Linked DNA regions of Mus musculus: regions 2, 3, 4 and 5 are each linked to region 1. The links are chromatin contacts, called in public HiCAR-type and promoter capture Hi-C maps. All regions are on one chromosome and are shown on one strand. Each heading gives the region's core, a stretch centred on a gene start, on an enhancer-like site or on the middle of the called end of the contact. The rest is flanking DNA. Distances are from core to core; before and after follow the strand shown. Region 1 holds the start of Msh4 (mutS homolog 4). Region 2 overlaps Pigk (phosphatidylinositol glycan anchor biosynthesis, class K). Region 3 overlaps St6galnac5 (ST6 (alpha-N-acetyl-neuraminyl-2,3-beta-galactosyl-1,3)-N-acetylgalactosaminide alpha-2,6-sialyltransferase 5). Region 4 overlaps Miga1 (mitoguardin 1). Region 5 has its middle 37 kb from the start of Gm40181.

What was found. Promoter capture Hi-C pulls out the DNA fragments that hold promoters and counts their contacts. HiCAR-type assays count read pairs that join an accessible place to other places.
Region 2: a contact with region 1 is called in a promoter capture Hi-C map of hippocampal neurons, with 10 times the contacts expected there. The contact joins the enhancer-like site here to the promoter of Msh4 in region 1. A contact is called at or near these places in 18 of 39 promoter capture datasets (the 3T3-L1 cell line, 3T3-L1-derived adipocytes, the C10 cell line and 12 more), 3 of 484 Hi-C or Micro-C datasets (cerebellar granule neurons, cortical neurons and stem cell-derived motor neurons), 9 of 115 datasets of contacts at active chromatin or transcription factors (the 230-238 cell line, T-cell acute lymphoblastic leukemia, astrocytes and 5 more) and 2 of 9 other capture datasets (embryonic stem cells and liver).
Region 3: a contact with region 1 is called in a promoter capture Hi-C map of hippocampal neurons, with 2.3 times the contacts expected there. The contact joins the enhancer-like site here to the promoter of Msh4 in region 1. A contact is called at or near these places in 6 of 39 promoter capture datasets (the 3T3-L1 cell line, the HPC-7 cell line, frontonasal cranial neural crest and 3 more) and 1 of 9 other capture datasets (adipose tissue).
Region 4: a contact with region 1 is called in a HiCAR-type map of astrocytes, with 3 times the contacts expected there. The contact joins the enhancer-like site here to the promoter of Msh4 in region 1. A contact is called at or near these places in 8 of 39 promoter capture datasets (the C10 cell line, the HPC-7 cell line, HPC-7-derived erythroid cells and 5 more), 1 of 115 datasets of contacts at active chromatin or transcription factors (astrocytes) and 1 of 9 other capture datasets (embryonic tail).
Region 5: a promoter capture Hi-C map of liver shows a contact between it and region 1. The contact joins the enhancer-like site here to the promoter of Msh4 in region 1. A contact is called at or near these places in 12 of 39 promoter capture datasets (the 3T3-L1 cell line, the HPC-7 cell line, cranial neural crest and 9 more), 1 of 15 datasets of contacts at CTCF or cohesin (large pre-B cells), 1 of 484 Hi-C or Micro-C datasets (the G1E-ER4 cell line), 2 of 115 datasets of contacts at active chromatin or transcription factors (forebrain and pancreatic cancer cells) and 2 of 9 other capture datasets (embryonic stem cells and macrophages).

What each region holds. Positions count from the first base shown.
Region 1 is chr3:153,903,395-153,907,526 of GRCm38.p6, forward strand. Msh4 (mutS homolog 4) reads right to left here and starts at 2,744. Exons shown (of 20, transcript NM_031870.3): 1 at 2,278-2,744. The coding sequence starts at 2,590. Rabggtb (Rab geranylgeranyl transferase, b subunit) reads right to left here. Exons shown (of 8, transcript NM_011231.2): 8 at 3,895-4,132.
Region 2 is chr3:152,763,291-152,767,650 of GRCm38.p6, forward strand. It overlaps Pigk (phosphatidylinositol glycan anchor biosynthesis, class K), which reads left to right. Exons shown (of 11, transcript NM_025662.5): 10 at 3,149-3,233. Among named protein-coding and RNA genes, the nearest start is that of Gm40181, 9.4 kb to the left of the region's middle. Within about 2 kb of position 2,036, at least 34 of the 459 cell types and tissues checked have an H3K27ac peak or open chromatin away from gene starts, as enhancers often do.
Region 3 is chr3:152,863,766-152,868,259 of GRCm38.p6, forward strand. The region is part of intron 2 of St6galnac5 (ST6 (alpha-N-acetyl-neuraminyl-2,3-beta-galactosyl-1,3)-N-acetylgalactosaminide alpha-2,6-sialyltransferase 5); the gene reads right to left. Among named protein-coding and RNA genes, the nearest start is that of Gm46830, 34 kb to the right of the region's middle. Within about 2 kb of position 2,471, at least 25 of the 459 cell types and tissues checked have an H3K27ac peak or open chromatin away from gene starts, as enhancers often do. A contact at or near this core is called in hippocampal neurons, where this site is marked.
Region 4 is chr3:152,303,052-152,306,991 of GRCm38.p6, forward strand. All of the region lies in intron 7 of Miga1 (mitoguardin 1), which reads right to left. Among named protein-coding and RNA genes, the nearest start is that of Miga1, 35 kb to the right of the region's middle. RefSeq lists an enhancer at 72-2,799. Within about 2 kb of position 1,575, at least 67 of the 459 cell types and tissues checked have an H3K27ac peak or open chromatin away from gene starts, as enhancers often do. A contact at or near this core is called in astrocytes, where this site is marked.
Region 5 is chr3:152,791,062-152,795,558 of GRCm38.p6, forward strand. It overlaps a transcript of Pigk not described here. Among named protein-coding and RNA genes, the nearest start is that of Gm40181, 37 kb to the left of the region's middle. Within about 2 kb of position 1,885, at least 20 of the 459 cell types and tissues checked have an H3K27ac peak or open chromatin away from gene starts, as enhancers often do. A contact at or near this core is called in hippocampal neurons and liver, where this site is marked.

The sequences.
Region 1 (4,132 bases), core at 1,494-3,993:
AAAATGGTATAAAAAGTGGATTGAGCCGGGCAGCACGCCTTTAATCCCAGCACTTGGGAGGCAGAGGCAGGCCGATTTCTGAGTTCGAGGCCAGCCTGGTCTACAGAGTGAGTTCCGGGACAGCCAGGGCTATACAGAGAAACCCTGTCTCAAGAAAAAAAAAGTGAATTGAATCTTCAGTCTCAGAATTGACTAGGGTCATGCTACAATGTTGTGTCTTTTTTTTTTTTTTTTTCCTTTTTAATCCTCACTCTCGCACTGGAGAACCTGTTGACTGATTGTGTGGGCTTGGTCACCCGCTGACATTCATTTCCTGATGACTTTCAGGCTTTCATTTACAGCCTTCACTCATCTAACACACTACACAAGTTGAGAACATTCCAGTTGCAGCAGAGGGCAAATGTCTAGGCTTTGTGGGCCACACAGTCACTGTCAAGGGCTCAACTCTGGCAGTGAAATAGGGGTTCAGCCTAGGTAGTGTATAAATCAATGAAAACAGCTATAGTTTTTCAAAATAATTTCTATATATTGGAATTTGAATGACATATGCCAGGAAATAATCTTTTACATTTTTCTCAACCCTCAGTTCCTCACGCCTTTAATCCCAGCACCGAGGAGGCAGAGGCAGGTGGACCTCTGACTTCCGGAATACAGAATAAACTCTGCCTTGAAATAACAAAAGAAGCAACAAAACAACAACAATAGCAAAACAAGCACTGTGAGTTCGAGGCCAGCCTGGTCCACATCGCCAGTTCCAGGACAGCAAGCGTTACATACAGAGACCTTATCTCTAAGAAAAACTTAAAAGTTAAGATGTTGGAGATGCGGCTCAGCGGTTAAGAGCGCCTGCTGTACAGTCATGCAACAGAGTCCAGATCCAAGCTTGTTACCCATCTAACAATCAGGGCACAGGGCCTTCCTACCACAGAGATTGCCTGTAAAGGATAAGGCAGAGAGCAATTAGGGGAGACTCCTGATCTTCATCTGGTAGAAAACAGCACACATTCATTAAATACTCAAGATCATATACCACCCATGTCTACATAAGTGGGTCTGTCTTGTACGAGGCTCAGGTCCCTGTGCCAGGTTCCCACTTCAGAACTGTCAGACAGGCCATCCTCATGGTAAGCTTTTTTCCCTCAAGTGCTTTTTACCTAATATTTAACAGAGAAGACTTCACGATTTAACTATTTCTTCCCTCACAACATCCAGCCAACTCTTCCCTCATAAAACCCACTCAACCAACCCTGTTCTTGTAATGAACTGAACTCACCCTGAAGGACTTTTTCACCTAAGTGTACGGGTGTTTTGCCAGTATGCATGTCTGTGCACCGGAGACCAGAAGAGGGCAGCAGATGCTCTGGCAGCAGAGTTACAGACAGTGGTCAGTCTCCATGTGGGAGCTGGCAGTTGGAACACTAAGCCTCTGAAAGAGTAGCTACTTCCCTTAACGGGCGAGCCATCTATTTGATCCCAGAAGGCCTTATTTTTAACAAGGCCTTGATAAGATGTTCACTTTAACCTGTTATCATTCCATTCTAGAACCTAAAGAGTAAAACCCGTCGGCCAAAGCTCAGCTCTCCACTATTAGAAACTATTACACACAATCTCCCATATATTCACTATATATTTGAAGAAGTAGGGGACCATCACGATGACTCAACGACTAGAGAGGCATTACCCACCAAGCCTGACTCAGACCTTAGTTGGATTCCCAGAGCCCTCTTGGTGGAGGTGGAGTTTTCTCCGAAAAGTCGTCCTTTGACCTCTACATCCACCCCTTGCACACTCATATACTCATAGAGGGGAAAAAGGGAAACTTTTTTTTTTTTTTTAGGAAAAAAAGTTAAAGGCCAGCCATGGTGGTATAATTCAGTACTCAAGAGGCTAAGGCAAGAGGATTGCTAGGAGTCTCCAGCCAGGCTTTCCTGAACTTCAGGACAGAAGAGCTTCAGGACAGCCTGAGCCATAGAAAACCTGCCTTTTAAAACGAAACATGAAGTTAAGGCTTTACATGGGAATACTAGATGGGTTACCCTTCCTCTCACGTCTTAATGAGACCGTTGTGAAGAGTCAAGACTTTCTCCCCTGTGTTTTGATTGGTTTGAAATTGTGTTGCCCAGGCTGGCCTTGAAGCGTAGTCGCCAGTGTTGGGATTAAAGACACAAACCACTCCCAGCATGAGTGACTGTGGAATCCTGGCCAGACTGCTTTCTCCAGCAGGGCGCCGAGGGCAGCGCCCGCCCGGGGAGGTGACCAGGTGAGCCGGGGCCTTGCCTGGCGCGGACGCCGGCGCCGGACTGCTGCTGCTGCTGCTGCTCCTGTCGGCCATGGCGCCTTCCGTACTCGGCCTGGACGCGGAGGCCAGGGTCCTCCCGCATGGGGCATCCCTCCGCGACGGCGTCCAGCGTGGGGAACTGGAAAGCGATGCAGCCTCCTGCCTCAGCATCTCTCCGGCCTTTCTGACTCCCAAGGTTCTGCGCGCGTGGCTTCGAGCACTCCAAGGCTGGAGGCCGCACCGCTGACAAGGCGGGAGGCTAAGCGCATGCGCAGTGCTGTAATCGCGCAGGCGCAGGAACAAGCAGCACATGATGCACACAGCGCAGGCGCAGTTCAGGGGTGAGCAGCGAGTTTCTCACCTTTGCGTCCAGGGTTGTGCCGGTTTATTCTCATCACGTGATTCTGGAAGCTGTAAGCCTCTTCACTCCTTAGGTACCAGGCTCAACAATTTATAGCCCACTAACCACCTAGGTTGTCAACAGTTCATTTTGAAGGAGGGGGGCTTTCTGAGGACTGAGCCAGGGTATTGCATATTTAATACGCCCCAGTTACACCCCCAGTACACAGCATGTGCCCAATGTCTAAGAATGAAAGTCTTCGCTCAGTTGTACACATAGCATAGTACGGGACAGAGCACAACACGGGTGAGACCACATTAACAATTAAAAACAGCACTTCTCAACCGTCCTATTTCGAGTACTGCAGTTTTGCACATAGGGTAAAAACAAACTACAGTCTTGCTCGAAACCCTTGGGAAGCTCTTCAACAATCAACACATAAAACATCTTCTAGGTGACAGAACTGAGGATAAATGTTCTCCAGCAAATAGGGCATTCACACTAGTACCTGCAAACACTAGTGTGTAGTGAGTGTAGTTTGAGCAGGAAAAGCCCCTGTAGAAAACTTGAGGGAAGCAGCTTGTTTTAAGTAGGTGTGGTCTTCAAGGAACATGTCTGCAGGCCTGCCCTCCTAATTGACTAAACCTTTGAAACTCTTTAAGCAAGCCCTAAATTTCAAGAGTCGCTTTGCTGGTCACAGCATGTCTTTACAGAAATAGAACACTAAGGACATGTAGACGATATTAGTTATGTGTAGCCTCAAGGTGACAGCAATGCTTAAGCAACAATCAGGAGACATAAAACACACTTGGAGATACCTATTAAAGATGTGGAGTTCCAGTGCAATGTAGGACTCTCAAAGAGGGGAGACGTTTCCTTCCTTAAATATTAAGGGGTAGAGGTCCTTAATAGTAAGTTACCTCTCTAGTAACTGACCCAGGAGCGGCTATAGACTAGAGTCAAAATTACATTTATACCATTACTATTCACCCAACCTGCAACCCACCCAGAGTAACCACATTCAAACCCTTGAGACATTAACACCTCACAGGGCCCCCATCACGAAACAACACCTAAAGCCATTATGGAGTGGACCAATTCTTTGGGGATGACTTTCAGGATCCTGGCTAACTCAACTGCATGCCTGAGAAATCCAAGCCAACAGCAGACTAGAGTTCCCTGAAAAATGTACTGTACCCTCTGCCCCAACTATAAATAAGGTGTTCACACTTACAAAATGGTTCAGTTCTAAATAAAAAGCTATATACACAACAGCCACTGATTTTGACCTTTATTTAAATTATGAGTTTCACTCATCAGTTTTATTAACAGAAATCACTTTCCATCATTGATTGTTACACGACAATAGGACACGGGGAGGCATCAGTTAAATACCAGCTCTAAATAGGACTAACAAAAACTGGACTCAGAAGACTAAAGATCTAAATACAACATATTTATTTTACAATACTTATATAATTTATCATTAACATATGATATACAAAATATTAAGT
Region 2 (4,360 bases), core at 786-3,285, 1.1 Mb before region 1:
GCAGTCCAGTGCAGATGTCAAGGCTGCTGTGGGTCTGCGATTGCCAAAGTCCTGTCGTATCCGGAAGTCAGCTTTCCACAGCTATCTCACTTCCGCTGACTCTTCCGTTCTCTCTGCTCCATCTTCCACAGTGCCCCCGAGCTTTGAGGGGCTGTTCTATATGTCCTAGGTATAGCGGGCGAGGTATTCAAACTGTCGTTTAGTTTATTCTCTCGACTTTGAGTAGTTATGAGTCTGCAGTCACTGCTGCCCACTGGAGGAAGAAGCTTGTCTGAGCAGCTCTGCGGGCATGTGAGCTCTGGAGAAGGCCGTTTGATAGGCGCGACTTGCATCCTGCAGCCCCTCTTCCCAGCTACAGGCTTTTGACCAGCGGAGAGCGTCCGAAGCGAGGTCCTTCCTGTGGCAAGTCCAGCCCCGAGGTGGGCAGGCTTCCCGCCGTACCAGTGCTCTCAAGCTGCCTGGCCGTCAGTGTTGGTACCCGGAGGGCGAGCTGCATGGCGCCCCCTGGCAGCTTCAGCCTAGCCAGCAGGGGGGAGGTTCCAGCCCAGCTGCAGCTTGCTTTCTCTGTGTCTGGGGTCAATCCTGTGTGATCTTGAGCAGCACAGTCTGACCAACTAGTTATGGTAGGAAACTAAGGGCAGTGGCCTGGGTTGTTTTGGGGTTCTTGGGAGCACCCATGGTCACCTCCTGAGAAGTGCCTTGCCCTGGTCCTGGGATTCTTGTTTAATAGGCTGTAACCTCTGGAAACACCTTTATTCATCCCCACAGGGTGAATATCCCATTCAAAATATTTTTAAAAATTGTTTTTTGATTAGCTTACCAAAATGTCAGCTTTCCATGTATCATTTCTTTCGGTTGACATCCTAGACTGTACATTCTGTCTGCCATCTGCTCTCGCTGAGTGAGACCATCGTGTCCCTTCTATGTCACACGGGTTCTGCTGTCTCCCCACCCCCAACTTAAAGATCATATTTCTCCTGTGATATAGATGTGTATATATAAAAGAGCTGAACACACATGAGAGAGTTAAGGTAATAGAATATTTTTCAGTTTCTTCCATTTCTTGAAAATCTCATAGTTTCAAGTTATTGGATGACTTGAATTCCATTGTGTGTGTACCTCATTTTTGTTGTTACTTGAGTTAATAGTGTCTAGGCTGACTGTATTTCCTAGCTACTGTGACTAGAGCGGCCGTGACCACAGATGTGCAGGTCTCTTTGGTAGGATGCAGAGTTCTTCGGGTGGGTGCCCAGGAGTGGGATGGGTGGGTCATATGGCAACTGTAGCATTTGCTTTCTTAGAAATCACCACGTTGGTTTTCCTTGTAGCTGCAGAAGGTTATATGCCCACCAACACCATTCCAATATCCGTGTCTTGCTGTTAGCCATTCTTCCTGATGTAGATGGAATCTCATTGTGGTTTTAACTGGTGCCTCTGTGATGACTAAGGGCACCGAGTGCTTCATGATAGTTGCTGGTCACTTGGGCTTCTCTCTGTTCAGTGCTTAGCTGAGTTTTGCTTGAGTTGTCTTCTGTGTTCTTCCTGACATCTGCCGTCTTGAGCTTTTGTATATCATGGATATTAATTCGCTGTTAGATTATCTCCTGTCTCCTAGGCTCTTTCTTCACCCAACTCTTTCTTTTGCTGAACGGAAGGGTTTTGTTGTTTTTGTTTTTGAATTTCATGAGGTTTCATTTCTCTCCCACTGGCCTATTTATTCTGCAGCAGGAATCCATTCAGGAAGTCCTTGCCTGTCTGTAGCTGGAGTGTTTGCCTGCTTTTTTCCTCTGACAGTTTGAGAGTTTCCAGAAACTACCCAGGAGCCAGTAGGCCCCTCCCACCCCTTCCCCCATATCTCCTCCCAACCCAACTCATAGCAGTGACCCACCCACTCTCCACCTATCGTGGCTAGAATCTGTGGCATTCTTCTAGACTGAATTAACTATCTTTTATGTTGCTCCTGTGAGAGAGATGCTCACACCACCAAGAACTCTGGGTGTTCTTTAATCTGGGGCAGAGAATGGCACTGATTTGCATATCAGCCTCCTTTTGGGAGAGGCCTCATAATCCTCACACTGCAGGTTTTGAGTCTTAGTTAAGCTTATTTCATATGATTTTCAGGAAAAGATGAAGTTGAAGTTTTGAAATCTAATGTTGACACATTGTGGAATTCACAGGAAAAAGGGTAAAAACATTTTACTGCATGCAGTCAGATCTTACTAATATCTAGAGTTTATTTTTGAGATGGTCAGTACTTTAAAAAATACATTTTATCAGACTACTTGTTGGTTTGTGTTTTTTAATTTCTGATTTCCAGGGATCAGAGAATGACAAGAGAGAGTGATGGAATATCTAAACTGAAAGTGAAGTCGAGGACTGCATAGGAGAAAGGGGCCAACAAGGAGCGGGTGTGCGTGAGGGTAGTAAGGGGGCAGCAAGGTGAGGGTAGTAAGGGGGCAGCAAGGTGAGGGTAGTAAGGGGGCAGCAAGGAGCAGGTGTGCGTGAGGGTAGTAAGGGGGCAGCAAGGAGCGGGTATGCCTGAGGGTAGTAAGGGGGCAGCAAAAATGGTGATGTGGGTGGGAAGGCGTCACAGTGAAGCCCCATACTTTATATGCTCACTAAAAGTTCTAATAAACACTGAAAAAAAAAAAAGGAACAAGCTGAAAGGGAAAAGAAATCTACCTTTCTGCACCTGTAGTAGTAGTCGTTGTGTGAATTCTGCATATCATGTTAGATTGCAATGGCCAGGATCTAAATGACTTACACTTAGGAGCCCTGTGTCTACGAGGGCTGACTTCTCAACCTTCTCTGTGCACCGCCACTTCTGGCAACGCCCAGGTCTCTGCTTCCCCAGAGGCCCTGCTCCTCCAGGACGTGTTCCTAAATGTTAAGTCCCGAGTGAACGTGGGAACCAGGACCGTAGGTGACGTCGCTGATCTCGTCACACCATTGCACGTAGTCTGAATACTTTCCTGGCAGTCGTTTAGGTCCTGGCCATTGCGCTGGGTAGTTTTTCCAAAATTGTCAATAAATATTATTTCCAAAAGTTCCTTTAGGTATGTGATAAGCACATCTCAGAGTTGTGCTCTTAGGCTAATAATGCTTACCTGTGGCACTGGCCTGAGTGTGTGTTCTGATTGCTTTCTAGTTCTAAAGAAGACGGCACGGCCGAGGAGCGCATGGGACCTCTCAAGTATGCTGAGCAGCTCCCGGTGGCTCAGATAATACACCAGGTTGGTTTCTGTTTGATTCTTTTGAAAGAAACACACTTTTAATCTCAGAGGGGAATGCTTTTGTTAGGCTTTTCAGAGTCCTCGTGTTCTGTCTGTAGATGTTGTGGGTACACTCTTCCTACTGCACTCTACCCTTATGTGAACACTCCCATATGAAGCTCAGTATTGAAAAGACCATGCAGTGTAATGCCTGAACTCTTACGTACAATGTGGGGTAGTCTAAATTATCTCTTACGGATTAGAAAATGCCAGAAAACTTAATTTTGAACCACTGTATTGGGTTTATGATGAGAAAGCTGAAAATTAGTCATGACCACTGCTGTGCTTAGGAGAAGCTAAGGAGGGGAGGCCATCATGCCTGCTCTTGTCCACCTTCCCCAGCAACGGTTGTGAAGGGTAATTGTAACTGTCATGTGGGTAGTTTGCTCATTTCTAGCCATGACGACTCTGTCATCCTTGTGTGTGGGGCTCAGCTGAGAACAGGCAGTGTTGTAAGCACCAAGCTTGGATTCTGTGCTATGACTGTGACAGGCCAGACACGTTCTGCCCTGCTGGGCCACAAGCAAGTCACCTCAAATAGTTTGTTGAGCAGCCTGTGGGCCTGCAATGTTTTTTTAGCTCCTCAGAGCTCATTGGAATCATTAGGCATCCTCACATGTCAGAACGCTTCAGAGTTGGTGTGGATGTCAATACTAGGAGGTTCTCTTACATTTTTTTCCAATCAGAAGAATTTTAGTGGCTGTGGGTTGTTAATAGTGTCAGTTTGAGTTTATTAAAAGAAAGAGGATTTTAATTTGAAAATTAAATATAAAATATAAATTCATTATATAAGTAAAACTCAGTTTTTAAATACTGCATGAATCTTAAAAATGGTTAAGTCTGCCCCTCTGGGGCACTCATCTCTGTAACCAAGTCCAGTTTATATGTCAGGAATTCCTAGATTGTCGGAGCTTAAATGACCTAACAGACTGCAAATGTCACATTCAAAATTCTGTCTTCATGCCTGACTCTCAGCATAAATGAGTTAAACAGCAGAGCAGGCAGCAAGCTGGATTTTCTCAGCGGTGAGAGTGCGCCTGCACTTGAAGCAGTACGGAGCAGGCAGCAAGCTGGATGTTCCCAGCGGT
Region 3 (4,494 bases), core at 1,221-3,720, 1.0 Mb before region 1:
AAGTGGCCAGCCAGATCCCACCTCATTGTGAGATGTCACCTCCTAACAGAAAATCTAGGGAACAACAGTCTTTCCTGGAACCGGTTCTAGACAAGTCTGAGCCTCCCACGGACAGTCCCGTATTTATGGTTCCTCACTGCTGAGAGAGGTTAAGCCCCTGCCTCTGTAGGCAGGGGCTCCTAACTAGAACCCACAGGCTGCCTGCATGGGGGAGAGGGCACTGCGGTGGGACTGGGAAGCTTTGACCAGTGAGGCAGCTGCCGCCCAGCCCATCTTCCTGTCAGCCAGCTCTCTGAACTGAACTTTCCCCTCGTTATCACCTCCGCCTTGTCTTCTGAGTACCCCTTGATCCACACTGGCTACAGATGTGCCCCAGTTTTCTGGCACTTCCAGGTCGAACTTGATATTCCATGGCCCAGTCTGGAAAGACTCAGGTACCCAAGACAACCTGATTCTTACCTAGTAAACTGGGTTCGAGTGTGAGAATCCTCAAGCCTAAGTGGTTGTGGTGGGGAATCGGGGATTTTAGCATCATCCTAGGACACAGAACGATGGTAAAGACTTCGGCATCGGCATCGGCATCGGCATCGGCATCGGCATCGGCATCGACATCGGCATCGGCATCGACATCTGCATCGGCATCCTTCCAGTACTGCCATGTTTATGATTAGAGTAAATGGAAGCTACAGGGCAGGGACCGGTGAAGGATACAGAAAGCTGAAGGACCATGGAGGCAATCTGACCGTTGCTGAGAACATGCTGAAAGGTGGTTCACAGCAGATGGGCTTTGGAGATAGGAGGAGTCTCCAAGTATACCCAGACAGGCTGGGGAGGGGGTTCTGGTGCTCTGGGGATGGTCAGGTCTTGGCATGCTCCAGCTGTGTGGATGGCACTCCTTCTGCATAGGTCGTACCTTAGCCTGTGTGAACAGGCGGGTCCCCTGCCCATGTGTTCTCTGTAGTTTCTGGGCCTCGAATGGCAAAGACATTTCTGAAATCCCCATATCAGATGAGGAAAAACAGGCAGTTTCCCACCTCCTAAAAGCCAGCCCTGAGGAGGACCCACTTTCAGATGCAGATCACAGGATACCTGTGAGGTCCAGTCATTAAAGGTGTGTGTGCTCGCTCAAGAGTGCACGGATGTGTGCATGTATATGTGTATAGGTACACTTGTGTACATATGTGTGGGTAAAAGCCAGAGAACAACCTCAGAATTGCTTCTTTAGATATCATTCACCTTGTGTTTTTTGAGGCAGGGTCTCTCCCTGGCCTGCAAGTCACTGAGGTTAGAATGGCTGACCATCAAGCTGCTGGGATGCGCTGTCTCCCTCCACTCAGACTGGGATTACAAGTGTGTGCCACCACCCCTGGCACTGAAAAAAAAACAACCATAGTTTTTGTGCATTTATTTTCCATAATATATACAATTGGATTGGAATTTTAAAATCACAATATAAAGCACAGCCAGTTTTGTGGAGTGTTGCTGGTCTGCAGCACGGCTGGACTGAAGCAAGAGAAGAACTTCCTTAGCTCTGAGTAAACCAGCTGGTGCCCATCACTAGACTGTGTAAAGGTTTAGACTCCTAGAAGTCTATTTTCTGGATGCTGCCACTTAAAAGACAGAGACCCTAACAGTGCCCCAAGCGAAAAGTGCACGGCACTTGCTTTCTATCTTAAGGCACAATTTCTCCTGAGAAATCAAAACTTTTCCTAAAATATTGTTTGGAAAGTTTTAACTCCAAGGCATGTGTTAATCTGAGGGTTATGTTGTGTGCCTGTAAACGTCTCAGCAGCTCATCTTCCAGGGAGAGGCAGGGTGTCAGCAAGGTGTCTGCTTCAGTGAGGTGTCTGTAGCTACCTTAATTTTCTGTTTTTATGGACGTGGTGGCAAATGAAAGCTTTCATTAGTATAATTAAAATTCCACTCTCCTCAGAAGAGACAAATGATCCACGCTGAGTTTCTAGGAACTGGCTACAGCCCAGATAGCACTGGGCTAGGTGTGTGTCTTATTAGCTGGAGGGAGAGAGTACCAATGGGGGTGTAGCTCGGTCTGAAGGAAGTGAGTGACTGTCTGTATATAAAAGGCATAGATATTCTTATTAGGAGGTCTGATTACGATCCTAAAGTTTCCCTGAAGCCTTCTGACACGGGTGAGAGGCACAACCCCGTAAATTGTCAGCATATAGAAGCTAAGATTTAGAAAGAGGCTTCTACTGTGCATCCCATAAAATGTGTCCCATGAGGAAGATTAGTATCAATCACAGGCTTATTGGAGAGCGAGATGGGGTCCAATGATAACCTGGCACCATCAACTAGAGTAATGGTCTAAGAAGCAAAAGCAATCAGAGAAGAGAATGGAATCTGCACAGAGAGACAGAAGTAGAAAGCCGGGTATAATGGATCACACTGATGAACAGGCGCTGTTGTGCAGCACAAAGGCAGGCGTGAGCGATGCCGCTCCGTGCACAATGGATACGGCCAACCACCCATCTTCGGGATGCCTCCGGAAACAGACCTGCCACCTTCAGAATCCCAGCTGCACACAGTGGTGCTAAACTACAATGAAGTCATTACCAACCTGAGAATACTGCTGGTTCCAGAAGCCGCTCGTGGGGCGGGAGGGGGTGCAGTGGGGGTGGGTTGAGGGGGGGAGGAGGAGGGGGAAAGCTGATGCTGCTTTCACAGAACTTCACGTGGGAGCTAGAAGAACAATATACCCCAGACCTAGCTGATTCGGATGCTGGGCTTACTCTCCAGGATGTGAGTCACTAAGCCGTGATGGAGGAACTGTGTGACTGCAGTTTGGAGACGAGACTGCTTGGACTGTTGGTTTTAGTACATAGTCCTTGTAAGCGGCAGTACTTCGTTTTCCTTGCCCCAACGTGAGGTAATCAGAGTGTGTCTCTCCCAGCCAACAGCAGACAGTGGGACATGGTGATGTCTGACCTTGGAGCTTTTGCCACACCTCTGTTCTGAGCTCCTTAGCTCCAGTGTCTGGCAGCCATGCTGGGAGAAAGCTCAGGAAACTCAGAGGCCACTTGGAGGAATCCCTACCCACAGCTCCCCTGAAGTCCCTGCTCTCAGCCAGCATGGGCACTCATCATTGGGGGTAGGGGTAGGGGGGTGATGAGATGTGATAGCGGGTCTGAGGCCCGCCTTGCTGCATCTGGTCAGCTCTTAGAAGTTGTAATTACAAACCTATGACTCCTGTGGTTTTCACCAAGCTTGGGGAAGTTTGAATGCTACCTGAAGTAACTGACATAAACCTCTACCCTTCCCCAGACTACACATCTGCAACAGGAAGGAAGATCAAACAAACAAACAAACAAACAAAATGTTGTAACTTCCTCACACTCTAGGGCCTCTCAGAACCATATTAAGGTCATTTTAAATGTGAAGACAGGGTAATCCTCTGAAAGACACTTTTCTTCAATGCAATCAGGACTACGAAGAAGACCATACCTGTCTAATTGTTGACATAGCCCCCTCCAGTCTTATCAGGACTGTTAGTTCATCATCGGCAAAATTCAGATCCTTGGCTCAATGTCTTGCATTATTTTAGTGCTATGAACTCGGTCTAACAGTATTTTAATGCAGAATATTGTCTAGATGTTTGTGCTGAAGTGTTACACTGGCCAGCATGTGCGAATATCTGTAACTTGAGTGTAAGACCTTTCTGTTTACAGAGATGGAATAATAAGGTAAGAATTTGGACAGATAACATGACACACCAGACACTCCTAAATTCCTGTGGCTATGAGGATTTGTCACATCCTTCTATTTGGGTGACAAAACACCATGCTAGGTTGCCTAGGCTGGTCTCAAACTCATGGGGACTGGTGATCAGCCTGCCTCACCTTCTCTAGTTGTTGGGATTCTGGTCACATACTACCATGCTTGGATCAAAGAACGTTCAACAACCACTGACTGAGTCAACAGGGTGTCCAGGCTGGTTTCCAGCAGAAGGGAATGCACACCCTAAAGGCTGCAATTGAAATCAGGACAGACATTTCTGGAACCTTCTACTACTTATAGACTACAGAGAACCAAGTGCGTAGGCCTGACTTGTCCACAGAGCTGGGTCACCTGCAAGCTCGGTGTGAAAGTTCCAGCAGGGTGGGGCTGGCTGACGCTCCAGATGGTCTGCTCAAACTGCTTCTGACTCGCTACTCCTACACTTATAAAGATGCAAGCTTCCATAACTTCCGTTCTCCCTTTGGAAGCAATTTCCATCTCAGTGTCATAAGAATGGAAACAGGAGAACAAAGCTTACTCCTGTCGAGTGTCACCAAGCACTTCTGTGGTGACAGCAAACCCTATGTCCCCTCTCTCCACTCAGCTGACAAAGCAGACCTCTTTCTTCTTTCATAGGTCCTATGTGGAGAAAATAACACGCCTTTCAATGTTCTGTGACACCAAGATTGCCCCTAATAAATGACATTGGGAATGTCTGGGTGGATCCGCCCTCTGCCCTGTCACCCAGAGGATGCAATT
Region 4 (3,940 bases), core at 325-2,824, 1.6 Mb before region 1:
CATCAAACCCTGTCACCATGGGTTCCCGTCTGGCTGACAGTGCTCTAGCAGTCACCAGCCGCGGAGGCCTGAGCTGTGCAGTCCTCAAGGTGCTGCTTCAGGATGCAGAGGGAGGGAGCTCGAGGAGCAGGGCTGCGTCAGCTCTGAGGTTAGGATGAAGGAGCTTTGTAAGGGGCAGTGCTTAGCGCGCATGAGCACAGAACACAATGCCATTACTGCCTTCCACACGGCCATATGCATTCTTCCAGGTTTCTACATCTGCTCTGCTCTCAAGCTCCTGTCAACATTTAAAAAGCACATTCTTATTGATCCCACTCAGGCCTCATCCCCTCCAAATACATCTGATCCGTGAGGTAGTTAGTGTTGATGGTTAACATCGTGAGCTCAAAGCCAGAGAGCTTGCATTAAAGTCGGGACCCCATTACTTACGAGCCGTGTAACCTTGGAGAAGGTTTATCTTCTCCGTTTCCTAGTGAGCTCATGCAAACATAGGAATAAAATCCGCCTCTAAATATTACAAGAATTAAATGTTAATATAAACATCCAAAGTGAGCAGTTTTGCATACCATTAAGGAAACTTTTTTTTTTCCAGCGTAAGCATATAACACAGACCAATCTGTGGGCTGGAAGACTAACTTTCGCAGGGGATGTTTTCTTTTGTCCCCCAATAATGTATACGCGTCCTGAGAGCACCAAGGACATTAAAAGCACTTTAATGTTGGTTCATGTAAACTAATGTTTCGTATAGTTGTTATAGGCTGGTAATTCCCACGGCATGAGAGCCACAGCTAAAGAGCCTAGCATTAAGCTCCTTTGGGTCATTTTGTCTACAATGAGATAGTACCATGTTCTCAGAGCCCTTCTACATTTTTGATGTTTCCAATACTGAGACCTACGTTAACCATGAGAAATTAATTATGAACCTGAAACATACAGTGTTTAATGATTGAAAACAACTGTAGAAGTCAGTCCTAAAGGCTTCCCAGGAACGATGACTGCACACTAAGGAAGTGCTACAATTATCAGCTGCCCCCTGGCCTCATGGAGGAGTTTTTGTTGGGTTAGTTGATCTTTTAAAATAATAAGCAAATCTAAACATTTCTTAAAAACTGTCTGCCTTTCTTCGACACCTGGAAGTTTACAAGATTCTTACAGAGTCCTTGACAATGCAATGCTCTCCTTGGGAGGAGCATCAGCATGTCAAGGGTTAATTTCCAGCTCAGTTATGCAGTGGCCTAAGGCTGCACTCAAGCCTCTGCCCTTCACAGCCTTGTTGTTCACTTAAATTTTTCCCAAAAAAGGACCTGATTTTTTTTTTTTTTTTTTTTTTTTTTTTTTTTTTAAGGAGGGGAAGGGAAAGAAACCTAGATGCCCTTTGAGCCTTGGCTCTGGCCCTTGGGCCTGGCTTTATTTCCTTAGATCAAGCCAAGTGAGTTTTCTGTGTCTCAGTTCTGCTGTTCCTAGGCACATTCTATTTCTGTTATTGAGAAGGCACTGGGTCTATTTTAGTCTCTGCAGACGCCAGTGGAGATTCCAGGCATGCCTCTCCTCTTTTATAACCCCACGCTGTCCACGTAGGCCCTGTGACACCAGTCTGAAAAGGGAGCCTGTGTACTGTCTCACTGTCACCTGACTGCTGCTGGCTAGTATCTACACACATTTTCACAGCTTAACTACAACCTGAAACCTTGTGCTTTCCGCGTCTTTATTGAAGATAAGAAAGTCCCAGCTGCCAACAAGTGTTTTGTAGTCTTCAGTTGTTCAATTTATCAACAGTCTAGAGAACCACTGTGGCTCTTTTTTTGGAAGGTTTTGTGTGTGTTTCAGGGTTTGTTGTTTGTCTTGAGAGAGGATCTTACTATGTAGCCCTGGCTGCCACAGCTCACTGTGAGGCCAGGCCAGTCTGTCACGACACTCATCCCTTCTTGTGTGACAATTCTCTACCCATATTGTAACCCTGTACCCCGCCACCCACCCCCCAGGTTTTAGGATACTAAAATATATAGTTTGAAAGAAAGAACAACATTAAACTTAAAAATCAAAAACAATCTCACAAGGGAAAGACTAAATTTTGAACTAGCCGTTCAATGGGCTATTTTCTGTCCTGCTAAGCTAAGTAAGGAAGCACTGAGACCCAAAAGGCTCATCAATTCTGGATGTGCTGACCGCTCCAGCTTTGCTTACAGAGACCATGACACATGTGCAGAAGCATCTTGGCACGGTGGCACAGTACAAAGCAGACTGCTCAACAGTTGTGTCTGCTTTTGCCTGTTTATCAAAACACTCACCCATCGTGACGGCAAAACAGACAACCGGGCCTCCTAACTGGGGAATACAGCTGCCAATACAAAGCAAGAGGCACAGGAACGCCAGGGCATCCACACCTAGGCAGCAGCCTTACCTCCTCTTCTGTCATCAAACGACTGAAATAAGATAGAACTAAGAATGAGTTTGCAGTTAAAGAGCTATCGTCACAGGGCTGGGGAGATGGTAAGGCGGTTAAGAGCACTGACTCTTCTTCCTGAGGTCCTGAGTTCAATTCCCAGCAACCACATTGTGGCTCACAACCTTCTGTAATGAGATCTGATGCCCTTTTCTGGTGTGTCTGAAGACAGATACGCTGTAATCATATACATAAAACAAATAAAATCTTAAAAAAAAAAAGAGTTATAGCGATAACAACCTAGTAGGTACAACTGGTCTATATGCTACAAAGGCCCTGGTTAAAGGACAAATGAGGGCAGAAAACTAGTCCAAATATCAGGTCAACTTCTTCCTGGAGGGAGCTGACTGTAGGCCTTTCCCTAATACCACAAAGGCCTTACATGGCTGAGTAAGTCCTCCACAGATAAATCTCAGCAAAGGCAAACATCAGGTCCCTCTGTCCCTGGAGCCCTCAGCACTGTACTGTATTGGCCAGCACTGAACCTGTCTTGAGCTGCAGAAATGAGGCCAGCTCAGCTGCATCTTGTGGTGTTAGTATACCCTCTGAAATGAAAATTGCGAGGGTTCATACTGGAGCGGAATCACCTTGCACATCTCTCAGCTGCTGTGTAACTCGTACCCTGTCTATTTAGAGACCTGAGGGCATTACTTAAGCCTGCAGTTCAGCTCACTCCCCAAAAACAGCCCCAGCGAGGCTACTCTCCTGTGACAGTGACTCTGCAGAAGAGGAGACCAGTCTCACAGCACCAAGTCTGGGATGCTGGCTGAGAGGAGAGGCTGAGGGACTTCTGCTCACAGCCAAGCTTACTCAGGGTCTCTGGATGTTCTATCTGGCTACTTACCAAACCTGAGAAATGTCTCTCCCCTGGATAGCAGGTGCTTTTTCACAGTTTTTCTTGTTCTCTGTCTGCCAGAGAGTCCCCTTAGAGGAACTCTCATTGACTCAAAGCAAAATACAAAACCCCAAGAGACACAAGCAGGTCTATAGAAAGGAGCTCCAGGAAAGAACACTGACATCATGTGCACCAGCCACCCTTCCCTAATCTCCTACAACACATGCATCTCACTTGACATCTAAATACTTTTCTGTGGCTCATTTTTGCTTAAAGAAACAAAGTTCTTGCGTGACTTCTCTGCCCTCCCTTCTAGGTTTACTGCTATGTGTACTGTTATGCTATGCATGTGTCTTCTGTAGCTTGATTCCATGGCACTCTCTGCTCGAGATGCTCTGTCTGTGATCTTCCTGGCAGGCCTACTGTGTGTTTTCAGGTTATTCCTTCTATGAAGCCTCCTGTAAGTGTCCAAAGAACACTCACAAGCTTTTCTTCAGTGTTCCCACAGCACGTATACACATGGGCTAGGCTACGCTGCACTGCTTAACCTGCAACGGCTGTTAAACACCAGACTACAGATGACCACAACTGTAGCAAGAGCTTCATTTTTCTCCCCCTGACACCTTTTGCCATGTTTTCTATACACAAAGAAATTACACTTG
Region 5 (4,497 bases), core at 635-3,134, 1.1 Mb before region 1:
TGTGAAACACTTGGCTTTGTTTAACTGTGTGTGTGCACCTATCACTGGGTTTTGCTCCCTCAGCCCTCACTGCCTCACCCCAAATAATCTCACTTCGGTGTCACACATATGCACATGAGAAGGTTTCAGGTTTTAGATTCAAGGGTGACACCGAGACACATATAGCATATGTTATGATATGTATGTATGTATGTATGTATGTATGTATGTATGTATTTATAATTATCATTTTATGTTATATGCATTTATGTATTAGAAAAGAGATTAATGTCACAGATAGACAGGCAACAGCATACAGAGGCTCCAAGGAGAGCTCAGATCAGCATGACAGAGTAAAAGTCTCCTCTTAAATACTTGAGAGGAAGAGGGAGGGGAACTGTATGGAAAGGTTTGCTGGTTTGGCCCTAGGTGGCCTTAGCTAGGGTAAGCAGTGAGTACTCACACAGTCACAGAACGTTAGGTCAAGGTCTTTCCGGGTTGGCCATTACTGGAGCAAGTGAGCAGAGAAGACGTTGAGAGAAATAGGTCTCTGGTTCTAGAGACCTAATTACCTTGGCCAGATCACCTTGGATTCTGGAATCGTCACAGTTCAACCAAAATGGAGGAGCTGTATGAAAAGTTGTGTGACCTTGGCTCACTGCTGCAGGTGAGAGAACATGCCACTCTTGGTCTTTGCCTGCCCCAGGCCTCGTCTCCTCCCCATACACCTACCTTCACATCACTCCTATATTTCTCTTTAGATGTATTTAAGTATATAGTCTGCCCAGGAGAGAGTGTGTAGCATTTGACTTTCTGAGTGGCTTATTTCACTTAACACCGAGGTCTCCAATTCCATTCATTTCCCTCTAGATGGTGCAGTTTGGCTCAGATCATACAGTGCATTGCCTTTGTCCACTCACTGGCTGATAGACATCTCACTGGCTCCTTACCTTGGCTGTTGTGGGTAGTGACATGAATGCAGTAAACACGAATGCTGTTTTATCTCCTATGGAGAGATTGAACAAGACTGCAGTATTTGCTGTAGCACAGCTGCGAGCAGCATTCTTTAAGGTTGATCAAGTTTGCAGCACTATTTCTGAGTTCTGTGTAGACGTTCCAGGACTGCACACCACTCTGACTTCCTTTGCTTTTCCAAAATGTTGTAATTGCTGGAAACAGACATCTATGTAGTGTTTACTATGGGCAATACTGCAAATTCAATGATGCTTCTCACATCAGGAGGTAGAGTCTGTAATACAGTCTCTCACTCCTCGGATCTGGGCTGGATAGACACTTCTTCTACTCAGTAGAACAGTACTGCCCATTCTGGAGTGAGGCCATTGAAGGTGACCCATACATATGCCCTGCTGTCTCTCGGGCCTCTAGGCCCAGCCACCATCCCTGAGGAACTGAGCCCTGTGGAGAAGCGTTGCTCCAGTCCAGACCCCAGCCAACCCATGGCACCATCTCCTGATTGCCCAGAACCATGAGCATATTGCAGTTAGAGAAACAGTGTCGAGTTGGAGCAGTTGCTAAGCAATAGTAACTGAGACCATCATCATGTGCTGTGCCTGGAGGTGCTCCCCGGATTGGGGGGTGGGGTGAGAAGGTAGGATTCTTTCCTAAAGAGTAACATGGTTCTAGAGTGGTTCCTGAGAGAACTGCTACCAGGGAAGAAACAAGAACAAGTCCCATTTAAGAGCCACACGATACGGACTCCACACAAGCACTTTCACTTTTAGTTACTGTGCCAACGGAAGCTTAGTGATCTGGAAATGAACCAGGCTCTGGACCAATTCCATCTGACATCTACCCCCTGCCACTTGGCAGGTTCTGCCCTTCCACTCACCTAGACTCAGAGGCTGAGGCCTACACCCTGAGAGCTGGTCACACGCATCCCATCTGGGAGCTCCTTTCCCTCACAGTGTGTTCAGACCTTCACTACTAAAGTTCTCAGAGCAATATGCTCTCTGCTAAATGCTTCATCGTGCTAGTTCATCTGGCTTTTTTCCTCCTCTCCCTGTTTGTGTGTGTGTGTGTGTGTGTGTGTGTGTGTGTGTGTGTGTGTGTGTTCATGAATGCGATCTCCTTACCACCTCTTCTTACTAACTACACTTTTTCACAGTGTCTCCTCTCCCTTCACGCTGCTGTCAGTTCCAGGCACTCCTGCTCAGCTGCTTGGCTTCCTTTAAGTCTTGTCTGAGTGCTTTTCCACAGCAGCGTGCTCCAGATGTTCTGCACATTTTTCCCAAATCAAAAGCTGCTTACAGTCCCCTGTATGTACATTCCCATCTGTATTTTCCAGTTGCCTCTTCATCATTGGCAGTCAAATGCCTATGTCTAGGTATCTTTCTTTTAAAAAAAAAATTAAATGTGTGTGTGGGGGGGGGTGTATCTGTGTAAGTAAGATGGAGTTATAACAGAGAAATGATATCTCATTAGACATCAGAGACTAGTGAATAAAAGATCCAGTTCTGAGAATGGGTTTATTACATCCCAGATGTTGTCCTCCCCATCCCAGTCCCCCTCTCTCCTCCCTCCCCTTTGCCCCTGAGAGGGCAGCCCTCCCTCAATATCCCTCCATCCTTGTTCATCCCGTCTCTGCACGACTAGCCGCATCCACTCCCTTTGAGGCCAGAGTATAGGGAGACTCAGAACTGCCCATATATGCTCTTTGTTTGGTGGCTTAGTCTCTGGGTGCTCCCAGGGGTCCAGGTTGGGTGACACTGTTGGTCTTCCTGTGGGGTTGCCATCTCCTTAAGGGCCTTCAGTCCTTGCCTTTTTCACAGTGGTCCCTGACCTCCATCCAATGTTTGTCATTATCTACATCTGTCTCGGTTGCTGAGTAGAGCCTCACAGAGGGCTGCTATGCTAGGCTCCTGTCTGCAAACACAACATAGTATATAGCATCATTAATAGTGTGAGGGATTGGTCTCTGCCCATAGGATGGGTCTCAAAATGGGCCAGTCACTAATCAGCCATTCCTTCAGTCTCTGCTCCATCTTTGTCCCTGCATTTCTGTTAGATAGAACCAATTTTAGGTCAGAAATTATGTAGGTGGTTTGGTGTACCCATTCCTCCACTGGTGGTCCTGTCTGGCTACTGGAGGTGGTCCCTTCAGGTTCCATATCCCAACTCACCCCACACAAAACTCAAGTCCAAATGGATCAAAGACCTCAACGTAAAACCAGATACACTGAATCTAATAGAAGAGAAAGTGAGAAACAGCCTTGAACACATTGGCCCAAGAGAAAATTATTTCCTGAACAGAACACCAATGGCTTAGAAACTAAGGTCAAGAATTAGTAAATGAGACCTCATGAAGCTGAAAAATCTTCTTTAAGGCAAAGGACAAAATGGCAGTCTACAGATTGGGAAAAGATCTTCACCAATTCTTTATCCAAGAGAGGGCTAATATCCAAAATATATAAAGAACTCAAGAATTTAGACTAAAAATTCCAAATAACCCATCAAGAACTGTGATGTTTTGTATATGCTCAGCCCAGGGAGTGGTGAGGCCTTGTTGAAGTAGGTGTGTCACTGTGGGCATAGGCTTTAAGACCCTCATCCTAGCTGCCTGGATGCTGCCATACTCCCACCTTGATGATACTGGATTGAACCTTTGATCCTGTAAGCCAGCCCTGATTAAATGTTGTCTTTATAAGAGATGCATTGGTCATGGTATCTGTTCACAGCAGTAAAACCCTAACTAAGATAAGAACTAAACAAGAGAATTCTCTACAAATCTTGAGTGGCTGAGAAGCACCTAAAGAAACGCTCAACATCCTTAGTCATCAATCAAAATGACCCTGAGATTCCACCTTACACCAATCAGAATGGCCAAGATCACAAAGGCAAGTAACAGCACATGCTGGTGAGGATACAGAGAAAGAGGAACACTCCTCCATTACTGCTGGGGTTGCAAACTGGTATAATCACTCTGGGAAATTTTCTGGCAGTTTTTCAGAAAATTGGAACTACTTCTACCAGAAGACCCAGCAATACCACTCCTTGGTATATACTCAAAAGATACCCCAAGGACACGTGCTCCACTATGTTCATATCAGCTTTATTTGTAATAGGCAGAAACTGGAAACAACCCAGATATCCCTCAATCAAAGAATGGATACAGAAATTGTGGTTCATGTACACAGTGAAATGCTATTCAGCTATTAAAAACAAGGGCATCATGAATTTTGCAGGCAAATGGTAGGAACTAGAAAATATCCTGAGTGAGGTAACCCAGTCCCTAAAGGATATGCATGGCATGTACTCACTGATAAGTGGATATTAGCCAGAAAGTTCAGAATATCCACAGTACTCCCCCACATCCCAGAAAGCCAGGATGAGGGACGCTTCCAGGACTCAATGCACATGACCTTAGGTATCTTTCTTAAGTGCTAGGTGAACTGTCCCTTTCTTCTTGAAAGCACCTAACTCAGCCTATCATCGTTTCTCTCATGATCCAGCTCTTCTTCTCTCTCTCTCCAATCCTCTTGGATGACCGAGGATTGTGAG